Linked DNA regions of Mus musculus: all the other regions are linked to region 2. A link is a contact called in public HiChIP or PLAC-seq data. All regions are on one chromosome and are shown on one strand. Each heading gives the region's core, a stretch centred on a gene start, on an enhancer-like site or on the middle of the called end of the contact. The rest is flanking DNA. Distances are from core to core; before and after follow the strand shown. Region 1 overlaps Il17d (interleukin 17D). Region 2 holds the start of Xpo4 (exportin 4). Region 3 has its middle 26 kb from the start of Lats2.

The links. HiChIP or PLAC-seq counts read pairs in DNA pulled down with a chosen protein or histone mark.
Region 1: an H3K4me3 HiChIP or PLAC-seq map of embryonic stem cells shows a contact between it and region 2, with 17 read pairs. The contact joins the enhancer-like site here to the promoter of Xpo4 in region 2. A contact is called at or near these places in 1 of 39 promoter capture datasets (the 3T3-L1 cell line), 4 of 484 Hi-C or Micro-C datasets (CD4 T cells, the HL-1 cell line, muscle stem cells and 1 more), 4 of 115 datasets of contacts at active chromatin or transcription factors (bone marrow-derived macrophages, embryonic stem cells and extraembryonic endoderm stem cells) and 3 of 9 other capture datasets (adipose tissue, liver and pancreatic islet).
Region 3: a contact with region 2 is called in an H3K4me3 HiChIP or PLAC-seq map of bone marrow-derived macrophages, with 4 times the contacts expected there. The contact joins the enhancer-like site here to the promoter of Xpo4 in region 2. A contact is called at or near these places in 1 of 39 promoter capture datasets (the C10 cell line), 5 of 115 datasets of contacts at active chromatin or transcription factors (the 230-238 cell line, bone marrow-derived macrophages, effector CD8 T cells and 1 more) and 4 of 9 other capture datasets (adipose tissue, embryonic stem cells, liver and 1 more).

The regions. Positions count from the first base shown.
Region 1 is chr14:57,540,893-57,544,123 of GRCm38.p6, forward strand. It overlaps Il17d (interleukin 17D), which reads left to right. Exons shown (of 3, transcript NM_145837.3): 3 at 1,442-2,274. The coding sequence ends at 1,748. Among named protein-coding and RNA genes, the nearest start is that of Il17d, 18 kb to the left of the region's middle. Within about 2 kb of position 1,564, at least 23 of the 459 cell types and tissues checked have an H3K27ac peak or open chromatin away from gene starts, as enhancers often do. A contact at or near this core is called in embryonic stem cells and extraembryonic endoderm stem cells, where this site is marked.
Region 2 is chr14:57,663,589-57,666,733 of GRCm38.p6, forward strand. Xpo4 (exportin 4) reads right to left here and starts at 1,650. Exons shown (of 23, transcript NM_020506.2): 1 at 1,300-1,650. The coding sequence starts at 1,368.
Region 3 is chr14:57,770,358-57,773,706 of GRCm38.p6, forward strand. No RefSeq gene overlaps it. Among named protein-coding and RNA genes, the nearest start is that of Lats2, 26 kb to the left of the region's middle. Within about 2 kb of position 2,009, at least 78 of the 459 cell types and tissues checked have an H3K27ac peak or open chromatin away from gene starts, as enhancers often do. A contact at or near this core is called in the 230-238 cell line, bone marrow-derived macrophages and effector CD8 T cells, where this site is marked.

The DNA of each region.
Region 1 (3,231 bases), core at 314-2,813, 120 kb before region 2:
CATTCTGCTCCCAAACTCCTGATGGTGGAACTGGGCAAACGGGAACAACAGACTTCAGAAGTGGATGTTTGCAGACTTTGTGCTGGAGGGGAGCACCGAGGGGCAGAGTCAGGGTTTGTTTAGACTGCATTTGTCTCTGCCCTAGTCGTCAGCTTTTACTCAGACCATTCTCTGGTCCCTAGAAACAGTGTGCAAGGGAAATTGAACGGTTCTATGCCCAGGAGGCCTTCCTGACCCCAAGTACCTCTCGCCAAAACAGCACCACCGATTCCAGTGCCTGCTTTCTGCAGACCGGTTCCTCTCCATGGCATGTGTGCTCTGAGTGGAGGGAGGTCTATTTTGTTGGCAAGTGCCCTCGTTAGTAGTAAGGAGAAAGCATGTCCTTGGATGGGCACTGACTGCAGGCATGGCATGCCCACTGCCCCCTCCCTCACATCCCCAGGCTAGAACAGAAAGATCTCCAAGCCTGTCCCCTCTCCATCTCTCCATCCTGCCTCCATTTTCTTCACTATACTCAGAGGCTACTGTTTGGTGCATAGTGGGTCTTCAGATGTGTCTGACTCTCGACATGTTAGCCAAGGTCAAAGCCGTGACGATGGATATGAGAGTCTCTAGAACTCTGCCTAGAGGAAAGAAAAGACCTATAAGGGATTGCCTGTGTTCTGGTTGGATAGGTTAATGGACGTGAATTTAGGCACATAGAAGTCTCACAAGCAGTGGGGATAACCCTTGCTTCTGCAAGGGGACAACCAAGAAGGGTCCCAGGTTCCTCCTGATGACCCCCTGGGTTTCTGTAGCTGTGTAGGTGGCTTCTGTAAGAGCAGGCTCTTGTTCTGGGGGTTGATTTTTATCTCCAAGTGAGCCACCGTTGTAGCTTTCCTGAGATTTGGCCATAGGCTGACCCGGAAGTACTTACATTTGGCATCTGAGTTGAAACTTGCAAGAGTTGGAGAAAAATCAAAGTGATGGAATTTAACCCATCATTTTCACTTTTCAAATATCCCTGGCCTGCCAGCTCTCTGTCCCCTGCTGTATGTTGCTTTAGCTCCTTTAGAGAGCTTGCATCTGGACAGAGTCACCTCATGGCCTTTTGCACATGTAGGGAACACATGTAGACCTGCAGAGCCTGGTAGGCTTGGAAGTTGGCATTTGGATTTTGACAGCGGGTAGTTTTACGGGCACTCAGGGATAGAGGTTCATGCGGCCTTCAGCATCTGAAATGATAGAGGTCACGTGCCATGGCAGCATAATCTTTTCCCGGTCGGGGCTCACAGCCTAGTGTTCCAGATAGGCCCTTCCAGAGTGCTTACTGCGGATTGCATTGTCAGATCCAGCCTTCTCAGGCCTTCTTCATTTGGCCAGGCTTGCTATGTAACCCAAGCTGGCCGCGAACTCGCAGTGATGCTCCTGCTGCGGCCTCACTCTCTCGCTCTGTCTGCAGGATTTCCTACGACCCTGCTCGCTTTCCGAGGTACCTGCCCGAAGCCTACTGCCTGTGCCGAGGCTGCCTGACCGGGCTCTACGGGGAGGAGGACTTCCGCTTTCGCAGCACACCCGTCTTCTCTCCAGCCGTGGTGCTGCGGCGCACAGCGGCCTGCGCGGGCGGCCGCTCTGTGTACGCCGAACACTACATCACCATCCCGGTGGGCTGCACCTGCGTGCCCGAGCCGGACAAGTCCGCGGACAGTGCGAACTCCAGCATGGACAAGCTGCTGCTGGGGCCCGCCGACAGGCCTGCGGGGCGCTGATGCCGGGGACTGCCCGCCATGGCCCAGCTTCCTGCATGCATCAGGTCCCCTGGCCCTGACAAAACCCACCCCATGATCCCTGGCCGCTGCCTAATTTTTCCAAAAGGACAGCTACATAAGCTTTAAATATATTTTTCAAAGTAGACACTACATATCTACAACTATTTTGAATAGTGGCAGAAACTATTTTCATATTAGTAATTTAGAGCAAGCATGTTGTTTTTAAACTTCTTTGATATACAAGCACATCACACACATCCCGTTTTCCTCTAGTAGGATTCTTGAGTGCATAATTGTAGTGCTCAGATGAACTTCCTTCTGCTGCACTGTGCCCTGTCCCTGAGTCTCTCCTGTGGCCCAAGCTTACTAAGGTGATAATGAGTGCTCCGGATCTGGGCACCTAAGGTCTCCAGGTCCCTGGAGAGGGAGGGATGTGGGGGGGCTAGGAACCAAGCGCCCCTTTGTTCTTTAGCTTATGGATGGTCTTAACTTTATAAAGATTAAAGTTTTTGGTGTTATTCTTTCATATTTGAAAGCCACTGGTCTTAATTTGTGGCAAGAGGCGGGATGTGACATCTTAGCCAATTCTCAGGGAGCCCCAAGCACAGATGGGCCGAAGTTGACGGGCTTTTGGATCCAGCCAACCCTGAGAAGGAGGAAGAGGGAGGACCTAGTCTCCGGTGTTAAACTGTGAACTTATTCTCATTTAGGTGTGAAGTCTGCGCCTCCCTCTGCACATTCTTTTGCAGTCACTAAAACAACAGTGGCTGAGGGATTCCCTGGCTGTGTACATTCTATTTCTTTCCAGATTTTGCTTTTGTGAACATGTTTGGACTGTTCGGAGGGAGCCCAGGCCTTCGGACATCCTAAGTAGGATCTCTATCTGTGAGCCACACCCTCTCCTGACTCATTGTCAGAAAAAAAAGTCCTCAGGGAGGTCTCTAGGTCACTGCAGATGTGCCCAGTGGGGGATCTGTCTCCTGCACTCATCACTACACCTGTTTGCCTGTCACAGGCTCCTTGGTGCCACCATCTGGCAAACCTACCAGTGACCCAAAACAAGTCCCATTGACCTTCAGTTGGAACTTCCAGAACTGTGAGCCCAAGTGCACCTTTGCTCTAAATACTTATCTCAGGCACTGTGCTAGAGCCACAGGAAGCTAACACGCTATCTCTTGGATGCTCAGTTCCCGTTACCAAACTCTTGAGCAACAACTGTGGACAAGACACAGGCTCTTTCTTAAACTAAGACAGGAGCTGCCGGAACGGAATTGGTCTGCCGCGTGCGGGCTTTCTTCCGGGCCGCGTTTCTCATCTGGGAAGTGTTACAGCACCGTGTTCTGTCACTGAGTTAAAGTACCTCAGCAACTTGAAGCAGAAAGTTTATCTGCTCAGAGCATCAGACCTTGATGCTGTGGGCTCCTGGCAAAGAACATAAATGGCTGGGGGGCAGATGGTGCCGGGGAAGCAGACAGAGAGGAAA
Region 2 (3,145 bases), core at 400-2,899:
GAGGTCATCGGATACCCTGAAACTGGAGTCAAGGACAGTTGTAAATCACCATGGGTTCTGAGCAGGGTCCTCTGCTAAAGCAACAAGTGATCTTAATCCCTGAGCTGCCATCTCTCTAGGCCCTCTTCTCACTTTCTAAAAGCCAAAGCATCTTATATTGTATGTGAAGACAAAACTTAATGGAGTTACAATTGGTAACTACTGACTACCTGACCTGGGAACCTGCTCAGGTCCTCTGGAAAAGCAACACGTGCTCTTAACTACTGAGCAGTCTCTCCAGGCCTTAACTAAAATATCCTTAAATAGGATGCTCCAACAGAATCCTTGACAGTAACCTTAAAGTAGGGTAAAAAAGAAATCTAGCTGCATTTAGTTGTTAAAATGTCTAAATCATTTCAAGTAATAAAATGGACATCTAATTTTAAAAACAAAACAAAAAACCCTACAAATGCAATCGTCATAATTTACAAAGAACGAAAGAAAGAAATCAGGCTGAGCCAGCAAGCATAAGACACACAGTTTACTAAGTAACGAAACAGTATCCTTCTCCTTACTTTTGCTCCCTATGTGAAATCCTGTTTATAATACCGACTCGTCCTGCTCAAACACCCTCACCAAACTATTTCGTGGTAGTTGTTAGACTTCAGCTAATAAGTACCTGGGAACCTGCCACAGAGTCAGTTTTCCAAAACGCGAAACCCACAAAGAGTAGGTCTTGAACCAAGTTTTGCCCCAACGACCTTGGTCCTAAAGATTAGCCTCTCTCCCTCCGGCCGGTCCGTCCACGTGCCGCCTGCTGCGGTTACCCAGAACAGTCTGCATGTCAGGCAAAGAGCTAGGGGACCCGATCCACAAGAGAACGAGGGTTGCTAACAGCACCCAGACTATGCCATCCCTCTCCTAACAGGATCAACTCCCCAGCGTCATGCACACAGTCCCAAGAATGTTCCCTAACCCAAGTCCTGCGGGGTTCACCCTGTGCCTTGCTCTGCTACCCAGTCTGCCTAGCGAGGTATGGAGCGAAGCTGGCGGCACAGGAAACTCTCCATCTTACACCACTACACCCCAGTGCCAGGCGGAGGAACAAGGCGGTCAGGGAAGGAGACAGCACTAGAAAGTAAAGAACCAAGGCAAGAGGAAAGTAGGATGGAGAATCCTGCGCCACGCCACCACCACCTCCACTTCAGGGTTCATCCCAAGGCCCTTCCTGGCCACCAACCCAGCGGACAGCAGGCCTGACCAGGGAGAGCCAGCCGGAGTCCCACTAATCCCCCGTTTCTCCGGACCCGGCGTCCTCACCATCAGAACTTTGGCCGCGTTCTCCAGCTGAGCGATCACTTCTGGGGGCCCCAGCGCCGCCGCCATCATGGTCTCTCTTCAATGACGCGCCATGCGCTGCATTCTGGGAGCAGGCGCCGCGGCCGGCCAATCGCCGCCGCGACCCCGGCGCCTCTCGCGCCTCCCGGGCTGTCGCAGCAGCCGTCGGCGTCGCGCCCCCAGCGGCCTGACGGGACCGCCGATTCCTGAGCAGCTGGAAGGAGACAAGCGTGAGCCCGGTCGCGGCGCTGGGAGGAGGGCGGCGGCAGCCGGCACCGGGCGAGGCCGAGCGGTTGGCTCTGTCAGCCGCGGCCGGGCATCCCGCGCGGGTCTGGGGCCTGCGCATGCGTGGTTCCCTGCTGGGTGCGGGCCGCGAGGTCCTGGACCGGAGCCGCGCAGCCCGTTAGCTGCGGGTTAAGGTTTGGGTGTCCTGCCCGTGCGGGAGCTTCCTCTCGCTCCCATAGGCTGTCCGGTGTGGAGCAGGATCTCTTAGCCTTGGAAGCGCTCTCCTAAGGGTGCGTCTACGCCCAGAATTCATGCCTCCCGCTCCGCGGTTCATTCCGCTGTGAGAAAAGGGCATCCGTGGACGAAATGCTTGGTTTTCTTGATTTTTGAAACCCTCTCCCTAACCACTTGGCTTCCTGAAGTCAGTAAGGGCTCAGCTGCCGCCAGCTTTGGACTTCAGGAGTTTATAATAGCAATGCTAAGTACAGAATCTGCGAGGAAAGGTGCGTTACAGTAACTTCAACGCGCTGTCTTCTCTCCGGTTCTTTAAGGTTTTGTTTTTCAAAGTCTACGTCCAGGAAAGTGATCCCGACATCAGCTAGTTCAATGTTCAAAAGGTGGTCTAGTTGAAGTATTTGTATGTTTCGACCTGACAGCTCCATTTTCTGAGTTTTGTTGACTGCCTGTTCTGCTTTCTGGGGAAAATCCACGTTTTTGAGTTCCTTCTGTAGACTTCCTGGTTTTCCCAGAGATTTGTAAGTCTGCCCTCCGCCCCTTTGAGGTTTTGTGTCTTCGAAATAGAATTGCATTAATTTTTAAATGATTTATTTTTTATTTTATGTGCATTGTTTTGTGTGCATGTATGTCTGTGTGAGAGTGTCAAATCCCCAGCAACTGGAGTTACTGATGATTGTAAGGGTGCTGGAACTGAACCTGAGTCCTCTGGAATTGCAGCCAGTGCTTTTAACCACTAAGCTATCTCTCTATTACTATTGTTTCTATTGAAACAAATGTAAATTCTTCTCTTCACCCCACCCACTCTCAGTGCCTTTATTTATTTATTTTATATGTAAATACACTGTAGCTGACTTCAGACTCCACAGAAGAGGGCATCAGATCTCACTATGGATGGTTGTGAGCCTCGATGTGGTTGCTGGGATTTGAACTCAGGACCTTCAGAAGAGCAGTCAGTGCTCTTAACCGCTGAGCCATCTTTCCAGCCCCTTTTCTTGTGTTTTTAACAGGATTTTTCTATTCACGCTGTAGACCAGGCCAGCCTCAAACACAAAGATCCACCTGCCCTCTGCCTCCTCAGTGCTGGGATTAAAGGCATGGCCAATCGGTTTTTTGTTTGTTTGTTTGGATTTTTTTGACTTCTCTACTATTTTTGAGAAGTAAATTAATGAGATTTTTTTTTTTTTGCTTGAGAAATAAAAGTGTCTTTCATTTCATTACCAGATGACAAAATTAGTTGAAGTGCTGTTAATGGTGGTTTTCCTGTTGAGATTTGTGTGAACAGGGGCCAGCCAAATGGCTCAGCAGATAAAAGAACTTTCAGTACTAGCCTGAGGACCTAACTTCAATCCTAAAGTGCATAGCAAAT
Region 3 (3,349 bases), core at 759-3,258, 110 kb after region 2:
ATGCCGAATGTTCCCCTGAGGTCCACATGCTAAGTCCCATTGGTGGCACTACTCAGAAATGGTGGACTCTGTGGGAGGTAGAGACTAATAGGAGGTCCTTTGGGTCACTGGAGACCAAGACCCTGGCCTCCTTCTCTTTCTCTCTGCTTCCTGGTCCACAAGACATGAAGTTTGTCTCTGCCACAGGCCCCTGGTCTCTGCCATCCAGCGCTGCCCCCTGAAGTTCAGTGCCTGCGATTTCTGGTTTTGGGTGAAATACAACTGTGAGCTACAGAAACCCTTTGTCTAAGCTAACGAAACCAGTTTTGTTGTTTTGATGGAAAGCTGGCTGAGACACCTAAGAGCTCAGTTCTCTTCATCTTCTTTCTTAATAGGTTCATGGGGTCAGGTGGCAGGACAGGCTTCGGGAGCGGAAACTTTTATTTTTAATTGTGATCAGTCGACACGTTCAGAGATGACTGCTCTTGGCTTCCTTGTGGTGTTTTGTTGTTGGTAGTTTGGTTTGGTTTTAAGATTTTTTAAAAATTAGATTTATTCTGTTTGTGTGAATGTTTTGTCTACATGTATGTATGTATGTACATGTATGTGTGTGCGCATGTATGTGCATGTATGCATATACACGTATGTATGTACATGTGTGTATGTATATATATGCATGTACATGTATGTACATGTATGTATGTATGTATGTGTGTACATGTGTGTACATGTATGTGTATGTATGTATGTATGCTGCATGTGCTTGTTGCCCTTAAGTCAGAAGAGTGCATCAGAGCCTCTGGAACTGGAGTTGGGCTCAGGATGGATGAGGTCCCGGTGTAAATTCCTTAAAGGGTTTTTCTCATCATGGATTCAGAGACGCCCTGTGGAATGGCCAATCTGATAAATACCAGCTGCCATACGGTGTTTATTGCTATGACCGAAAGCAACCTGTGAAGGAAATGAGTTACTTCAGCTTATGCTTCCAGGTAACAGTTCATCGCTGAGGGAAGTCAGGGCAGGGCCTGGAGGCAGAAACTGATGCAGAAGTCATGGTAGAAGCTGCTTTCTGGTTTACTTCTCAGGGCTCGGCCTGCTTTCTTATACATACCTGGGACCAGCCCAGGGATGGCACCACGCACAATGGACTGAGTCATTCCATATCTTTCACCAACTAAGAAAATGTAACACAGGCTTGCCCGCAGGCCAGTCTGGTGGGGACATTTTCTCAGTTGAGGGTTCCTCTTTGCAAATGATTCTAGCTTGTGTCAACTTGACATAAAACTAGCCAGCACAGCATCTGATACAAATTAAAATTAAGCACAAAGCCTTTTTAAAAGATTTATATTTATGTGCATGAATGTTTGCCTGCATGTATATGTGTGTATCAGGAAAGCCCTGGTACCTTCAGAAGCCAGAAAGGGCTTTGGATTCCCTGGCACCGGAGTTACAGATAGTTGTAAGATGTCATGTGGGTGATGGCTACTGAATCCGGATCCCCTACAAGAGCAGCAACTACTCAAAGTATGTCTCTAGCCCGAGTGTGGAGCTTTGGATCTGCCTAACATCTCACAGCAAGGCAGTGGCCAAACAAGGTTCCAAGTTCGTATCTAACCTGCTGTCCCAAATCATTACATTGAAATTAATCAGACAAAGGATGTCAGCAAGACAGTGGAAAAGAAAGACCAGAATTCTTCCTCTCTTGGATATACACTTCCAACAATGCTAAATACACAGTTTTCTTTTCATGAGAAGTTCGAAACTAGGTGAGAGACTCCTGCACCCTGAACAAGTGCAGAACCACTTATAGAGAAGTAGTAGGAAAAGTCACGATATTCTGTGACCATAGTCACTACCCTCAGCGCAGCTCTGGCTCCATACAACAAGGAGACTGTAGCCCAGAGATTCTTCCTGGGAGAGGAGCGGGTTGGATTGCTTAGCACCTCTCCATTGTCTCAGCTTCTCCTGAGGATGGACTGTAACCTGTGAGCCAAATGAACCCTTTCCTCCCCAGACTGCTTGTGGTCATGGTGTTATCACAGTCACGGGAAGGACACTAAGGTACTTCCCCTTCATCACCAGGACAAGATGAGCATAATCACCCTGGCCACTCTATTCAACATCACAGGTTAGGTCACAGAACAAGTTTCAACCAACCTTAGAAGACAGAGATCCTACCAAGTACATATTTTAAACAAAACAGGATACAACTAGAAATCAACGGAAAGAAACTAGCAAGCTCCTGGAGGTGTGGAAATGATTGGGTGAAAGAGGAAGTCAAAAGGGAAACTACAAAACTAACCTCAAGATGAATAGAAATACAGATCAGACTAATGTAGTATAGCACAAACAATGCTAAGGAACGACTACAATGGTGTGGGCTGGTACCACAGACTTACCACAGACTGTACACTCAACATGCTAGAATGATCAGCCAAGGAAGAGGGGTCTTGGAAGGAAATAATGACTCCAGAAGAAATATGGGTATGGGGCTGAAGAGATGACTCAGTGGTTATGAGCACTGACTACTCTTCCCTCCCCCCACCCCCGAGACAGGGTTTCTCTGTGTAGCCCTGGCTGTCCTGGAACTCACTCAGTAGACCAGGCTGGCCTCGAACTCAGAAATCCGCCTGTGTCTACCTCCCAAATGCTGGGATTAAAGGCGTGCACCACCACTGCCCAGCTGAGCACTGACTACTCTTAAGGAGGTCCTGAGTTCAATTCTCAACAACCACATGGTGGCTCACAACCATCTGTAATGAGATCAGATGCCCTCTTCTGGTGTGTCTGAAGACAGTGACAGTGTACTCATACATAAAATAAAGAAAAAGAAAAAAAAAGACAAAAGAAAAAGAATAGAAGTAATACAAAATTGACAATCACCAGGAACAAGTCAACAGAGCTAAGAGGTTCTGGAAAGGGAAAGCTGGCTAGACTTTTGCTAGACTAAGTAAGATAAAAAGAGCACACACTCTAATAACCAAAGCCTCATATGAAAGTGGAGGTGGTGTAGCCAATACCACAGAAAAAAAAATTGTAAAAACATTCTATAAGTAGTTTACACCAGTGCTAGATAACTTCAGGAGAAAAGGGGGAATTTCAACAGATGCAGTTTTCTAAGACAGAACCAGAAAGAAATAAAATATCTGAACAGGTCTATAATTAATAAAGAGGTTGAATTGGTAATAAAACACCCACAACAGCAACAAAAACCCAGAAGCAGATGTCTTGTCTGGTGAATTCTGACAGGTTTATTATTTTTTAGTTTATTTATTTTTTATTTTTATGTGCATATATGAGCTTGCATGACATGCATACTTGAGCCCAGGGAGGCCAGTGAAGGGCATCTGATCCTCTGAAACTGGAGTTG